Linked DNA regions of Zea mays: region 1 is linked to region 2. A link is a contact called in public Hi-C data. All regions are on one chromosome and are shown on one strand. Each heading gives the region's core, a stretch centred on a gene start, on an enhancer-like site or on the middle of the called end of the contact. The rest is flanking DNA. Distances are from core to core; before and after follow the strand shown.

Region 1 (3,452 bases), core at 585-3,084, 210 kb after region 2:
TAGTTTTAGTTTATTGCATATGAGAATTTTTGTATGCCTATCCATGTTTCAAATTCTGGCCGACACTTCTCTGTAGGGCCAAAGGGAAAAGGTGCTGATGGGCATGGGCCACAACAGGTCGTGCTTGCTATGCTGGGCTGGTGCCTACTTTTCCAGCTCCAACCTCTCCAAGAAACAACCTTTAGTTACTAAGGTTGCACAATACTTGTAAGGCCCATAAGCCCATCACGACGTCTGACTGCCAGTTTCAGCTTCTGGTGCATCACCGTTTTATGCAAACTGAATTTTCGTTTAGTTTGCAAAAGTTTAGGCGAGTCCTAACAGTAGCAGACGCAAGTGTTTCAACGAGACCATTCTTGTTGACACGAACACATTACACGTGGTGCAAAATTCCTTCTCTGCCTCCTTTCTGCCACCTTCGGCTAGAGCCCTGCATGGGGGCATGGATTTGTCCAAAAGCTGAGGGAAAAATGCCTCTTATCAAATTTGATGACAATTTCTAAGCAGAGTGGACGTTTCCCCCCCAATAGGAAAAACCATCAGTGGATCATAGAAAATCTCCTTCTCACCTATATGGCACAAGTTTCCCATGGTCATTGATATTATTTTATTACGTTACTTATAGTTCATGAACCGAATTACCTATGAGTCTCTTTTCTCCGTTCCAAAATGTGATATAGACTTTAACAAGTTATCCTAGGTAAAATTACCCTAAATTTAGCGAAATTTATAGAAATGAATAATACTGCTTATATGATATCAAATGAGCACCGCTAGATAAATTATGAAATGTGTCTTTAAAATTTACCCTTTGATGGTGTTAATATTCTTCTCTTTTTAAATTAAATTTGGAACAGTTTATAACTTAATAATTACTTCAAGTAGTACGAAGTCTCTTAGATTTCATGATTATTATAGCATGATTATAGCCCAATTTGCATCTTTTGTTTACATTATTACACGGTTAATGTACCAATGTGTCGGTCAATCTCCTGGCCCGCAGCGAAGTCACTCCATTCATTTACAACCAGGGCACTAGAGTACTAGACACTAGCAGCGTGTAGGATAATAAAGAGACATAAAAATCCCGTGCCGTTACATTTCAAATACTGATTTTTCCGTTCGTTTTTGAATTGTTCGTGAACAACTAGAAACGAGACGAAAACAATTTATCCAGTTTTTTATTATTTTTTGTATTTTTTTCGTTTTCGAGCCATGATGATACCGTTTTTTACTATTTTTATATAATATAAGATATATCTAGTATATATTTTATGCAAGTTACAGATTTTTGTTGTGTTTAAATAAATGAACAGGAGAAAAACAAAAGTTGTAATTACTCTAAATAATATAAATAATGAAGAAGAGTTGTTTGTGTAATTTAATATCGTAGAATTAGGCAACATGTCACTTTATTATGTATTTGTGGAAACTGTAAAATATTTGTCTTCATATTTTCGTTCCGTTAAAAAATGAAAACAAAATAAATTTCGCTGTTTTTCGACCGTTTTGCATCTTAGCAGCGTGGGTGCTTTTGGCATTCTGCCGGCGCCGTGGGTGCTGCGTAGCGTAGGCTCCCACTCGCCCGCCCACCATTCCGTTTCAACCGCTCATCCCACGCCGGAGAAACGGAATCGAATCGACCCGGCGAGCCAGACGGTAAAAATCCGGCCGCCTCATCCCACATTCCCACCGGCCACCGCTGGTCCTGGTCGTTTGGCTGTCTGGCTGGCCGTGCGCGCCCCCTATTCCGCTGCCCACGCCGCGCGAGATGCTGACGCGAGGGCCGAGGGAGGGATAAAGCGCGGCCAGGGTTCAGGGAGCCAGCCACAGGCCACAGCGCACAGCCAGTGCGGCAGGCCGCGCCGCAGCCGGAGCAAAAGGCAGCACCGAAAAGCCCCTTTCCCCCTCGGCCGCATGCCCGCATCCCACATCATGACGATGGCGACGCCGACCCGTCGCTGCGGCACTAGTGCCAGCGCCAGTGCCAGTGCTCACGCAGTGTCGCTGAACGGGCGGTGGAGTGCCAGTGCTCGCGCAGTCGCGCTGAACGGGCGGCCCACCGCCACTGAGTCTGAGACTCGGCAACTCCACTCCCGCCTCGCCCCCGCTTGCTTCTCCGACTTGTGCACCCCCACCGCGCGCGCCACCTTTCGCTTTCGCTTTCCCTTTTGCGCCCCGCATCGCACTTATCTGCTTCCTTGGGCGATTTGGACTGGACGGGGTCGAGTGGGGCGAGAAAAGGGAAGCAAGCTGGGAGAGAAGAATCACACCGGGCCGTGCCGATGGGTGTTTACGAGTAGCAGTTGTATCTCGTTGACCTCACCGCCTGCAGGGCACCAAGGAGGAGATGACTTCCCCGAAGCGGGCAGCAGGGCGGGAAGGGTGCGGATGCTTGGCCGCCGTCGCGCGGGGCCTCCGCGGGGCGTGCTTCCGGCCGGCGGTGACGGCGGACGGTGACGGCGGCGGCTCGGCCAAGGGCAGCCACGTTCACGACGCAGGTGGTGGATTCTTGTTATTCTCTTCTCCTTCCCCCCCAATATAAGTCTGCTTTCAGTCGGTTGGGTTGGTGGATGGTGATCGTTTGTTTGGTCTGAGAAAGATTTGATCCTTCCTGCTTGTTCGTTAGTGGCAAAAGAGTTGGTTTGGCGATTAGCATCTTCTGTGATATATGATTGATGATTTGGTGTGATGATCATATATGTGAATAGGAAGCTCTTTGCTTCTTTGACATGTACTTCTGTTCTGTTCCCAGCATTCTTTGATTGTATTCATTGGAGTTTATCATGAATTTGATCATAGCTAAAGAGCAAATTTAGACTGGCATGCAATGGTTATGAGGTAAATTAAGGGTCAAACTCCAGCGGTTGAACTTTATTTTCTTACGCTTCAGCCGTTGAACTGAAACTCTACTTAGATGTGAGTTGGCTGTTAGTCGCTCAACTTTTCAACAAGCCAAAAGTCATTCTTGGTGGTTTGGCTGATTAGATTGAACTAATACAACATTAGATGATGCATTCAACCTTGTCTTTTTCTCCTTTGCTAGATTACTTGGTGTCAATTCTGTAAACAACTTGCACTATTATTTACAAATTCACGCCAAACTATTTACATGCTCATCGATAAGAAGTAAAAGTCGTATGCTAATCTGATTTGTAAGAAATTCCCCTTCCGGTCTGCCAATAGTCTGTGCTCCTTATCTTTCAATCCAAATAGCTTTCTGTTATATATTGTAGCACATTTCAGTTGCTAACTGAGTTTTCAAATCATACGGAAACAACTGAAGCTGACATGGTAAAAGCTCTAAGAAAGTCTATGGTTCATTGGTTCCAGGAGCCAACTACATTTGACTGTGTTGCTTGCTGCTGTTATGTTATCATATTGCCTGAAAGTGACACCTCCACAAATGATTAACCTGGATAGCATAATAAAACATAATCATGATACTTCAA
Region 2 (3,328 bases), core at 539-3,038:
AATTTGTTCTGAACCCATAGGTGAAGGTTTAATTATTCGGGGATCTGGAGATCATAAATCCAACCTTTTATTGTCGTAATTGCAGAAAAAATACTCATCATATTTCTCAATACCCCAAGGTGAGAAATAAAGAGGAGAGAAATAAAAAAGAATTGGATAAGTCTTCTGTTGAAGCCATTTTTATTGAAACTTTGGATAGTGAAGAAGCTCTGTTTGTTACCTCAATTGAAAAATGCTCTTCTTGGGTTCTCGATTTCGCTTACATTTTTCATATTTGTTCGCATAGAGATTGGTTTTCTGATTATGTTCAGTCTCATGTTGGTGAGGTTGTTATTGGAGGTGGATCCACATGTGAGATTATTGGAATCAACTCTATTTATATCCAAGTTCATGATGGCAGTATTAAGAAACTTATCGATGTCCGCTTTGTTTCAGAATTGAAGAGAAATCTTATTTCTTTGAGCACTTTAGAAGCAATGAGATTCAATTTTGCTGCTATTGATGGTGTTGTTAAGGTTTCACGCGGCAACTGTATTATGTTGAAGGGCAACCGTTTGAATAATCTCAATTACTTGCAATGTTCAACAGTTGATGCTGAATCTGTTTTTATTGCGTTTCAAAAGAGAGGTTATTTTGATGATACGAAGCCGTGCTCCAGTTTCAAGTCTAATGATTTCTTAGACTTGGTTGATATTCAAATTTAGCATCCTAGTGGCGTTTGGGGAAACAGTTTTATAGATTTAGCGTCAAGGGGAAATTTGTTTGATAAGATCATGTGACACTATCTCTATCTCATTTGCCTATATAAATAGGTCCCCTTGTATCATGTACTCGAACAACATATAATATATCTATTTTTTCGTGGTTTTTTTCTCCTCCACATTGGAGGAGTTTTCCACATTAAACTCTGTGTCTCCTTTTCCCCACCTACGATCCTAACAGATTGGTTAGCTGGACAAGCACACCCACGCTTGCTTGCCCGATCCAGACTGACCGAAAACATGTATTTTTGGCGTATGAGTGGATGTAGCTAAAGAGACCTCAAAATGATTTGTTCTGTATTTACTCGTATAACTCATGCTCTAGATATATAGGGACCAAACAAATGCTTAGATAAAGTCAATGCACGCGGTGACGCAGGACGAGACGATGCGGCCAACTTATATGTTCTTGGCTGTCTGTGTCCATGTCGTCGCCTTTTATTACGACGACGACGGCGGCACAAGATGGACGTAGCAGATATCGCACTGCTGTGTTTTCAGATGTTGATGAGTGTGCCGCCGTCAATGTTCCACGGCCATGCCCTGTCCAATGCACCAACATACCTTGCCCAAAATGCTAGTCTACGAGTGCGTTCCCAACGGCACCCTGATCGCGCTTGAGTCTTCTGCTCTTTAAGCTTACCTTCATTCATGGGCTTCACCTCCAACAATCCTTCATCGTGCTGTCAAATCTTCTAATACAACTCTTCGTCTCCTCGATGAGAAAGAACTATGCTGCGATGGTATCAGACTTTGCGGCCTCCATACTGGCAGGCACCGACTGGGACTGGCAGTGGCAGGTCCTCAGTTCACGACTCTTGAGTCTGAGCACACGCATACTTGCCAGCTGACGGATAAGAGTGACATGTACTATACAGCTTTGGTGTTGTTCTTCTAGAACATGACCCTGAACGAAGAGATGGAGCCTGTTCGGGCAATCGTCGCTCGGCAGCTTGGAGATTGTCCAGCACTCGGAAATTTCAGCATGTGCATGGAGACGAGGATTCTGCAAGGCCTGCTGCCTGCTGGAGTCTGGGAGTTAGATTCGGTCCAATCTCTACTACGCGGGCCGGCCCAAAAATAAACTGAGCAAGTGGAGGTTACGAACTTTTATTCAAGGCATACTCTTTTTTTAAACGAACCGGCAAGAGATCTACCCGTTATATTAAAAAGAAGGAGCCTAAAGTGGGCAGGTTTAAAATACAAAGACACCCCACAAAAACATGACCAAGCCGAAAAAACACAAACAAACAAGACTAATCTAAAAGGAGACTAGGAGAAAAACCAAGTTCAAACACACAAAACTAAAGAGATGCTAGAAGATTAGCCAGCTGGTTGGCTCCTGCACATATCCAGGCTGATACCTCAGATATAATAGATGCGAGAATCTGAGCACATATGGAGGATTTGTGGTCGAAAATCCTAGCATTTCTCACACACCAGACCATCCAATTCGCTAGAATTAAGAGGCTTCTCAAGCCCATCATGTTGCAACCTTATCTTGAGTTGTAGCTAGGGACGTCCACCATTGTAGGACATACTCATTGCGGTCCCAGTTACTTGGACTAAGGCCCTCCACCGCTGCCCGTACAGCCACCCCTCCCCAAATCCGCTTGGTTAAACGACACTCAACGAAGAGATGCAATCCTGACTTTAAAGTTTGCCCACATAATGCACAGGCAGCGTTGTGGGGCCAATCCCTCTTCGCAAGACGATCTGTTGTCCAAATTCTATTTTGGATGGCTAACCAATTGAAGAATTTATATTTCGGTGGCGCCCATACCTTCCAAATGATCCAGTTCATATTTGTAAGCTCAGAGCCGAGGAATTAGGCAAGGTCTGCTGATTTCGCCAAATACTGTCGATCTTCTGAGAGTTTCCAACTAATAGAGTCACAAATACCTGGTTGCAAGGATATTCTTTGCAAAATTGACCAAAGCCTACAGTACTCCCCAATGTGTTGCTTTGTCACCTCAACAGAAAATAGGTTGTGGTCCCTAATCCAAGTATGATTCGACACAGCGCCTCACTCAAAGATCTGTTCTTTCTTTGGGACACATTGAAAATGAGAGGCGCAATGTCCTTCAGTATTAACCCTTGCACCCACGCATCATTCCAAAAGGACACCTTTGTCCCGTCTCCCACCAAAATCGATGTCACTGCTGCGAAGAGCTGTCGATCTTTTGTCATGCAAGGGAGTTCCAAGGCCGTCTAGAGCCTAGTTGATGAAGCCCAATCTTGCCATAGCCAACGCAAACGCAAGGTCCTTGCAAATTTGGTTAAATGAAGGATACCCAAGCCTCCGCACTCTTTTGGCCTTGCGGAACGGAGCCAATTTACCTTGCATTTACCTCCCGTAATTTGTGCACACCCAGCCCAAAGGAATTTTTTCCTTCTCGAGACAATTAAATTCAATATTTCCTTAGGAGCCCGTAAAGCAGAGAGAAGGTAGATTGTTTGGGAGGTAATGACTGACTTAACTAAAGTTAGTCTACCAACCATAGAGAGGTTTTTCCCATTCCAGCCACTGAGCTTGTTCGAAATTTTGTCAATTAAGAACTGTAAGT

Evidence for each region. A called contact is a pair of places that touch in the nucleus more often than the background predicts.
Region 1: a Hi-C map of leaf shows a contact between it and region 2, with 6 times the contacts expected there. The contact joins the promoter of LOC109942244 here to the enhancer-like site in region 2. A contact is called at or near these places in 4 of 25 Hi-C or Micro-C datasets (leaf and tassel).

Annotation. Positions count from the first base shown.
Region 1 is chr9:17,538,806-17,542,257 of Zm-B73-REFERENCE-NAM-5.0, forward strand. It overlaps LOC109942244 (receptor-like serine/threonine-protein kinase At3g01300), which reads left to right and starts at 1,835. Exons shown (of 7, transcript XM_020544068.3): 1 at 1,835-2,501. The coding sequence starts at 2,351.
Region 2 is chr9:17,329,088-17,332,415 of Zm-B73-REFERENCE-NAM-5.0, forward strand. No RefSeq gene overlaps it. Among protein-coding and RNA genes, the nearest start is that of LOC100272850, 24 kb to the left of the region's middle. Within about 2 kb of position 1,789, at least 12 of the 20 cell types and tissues checked have an H3K27ac peak or open chromatin away from gene starts, as enhancers often do. A contact at or near this core is called in leaf and tassel, where this site is marked.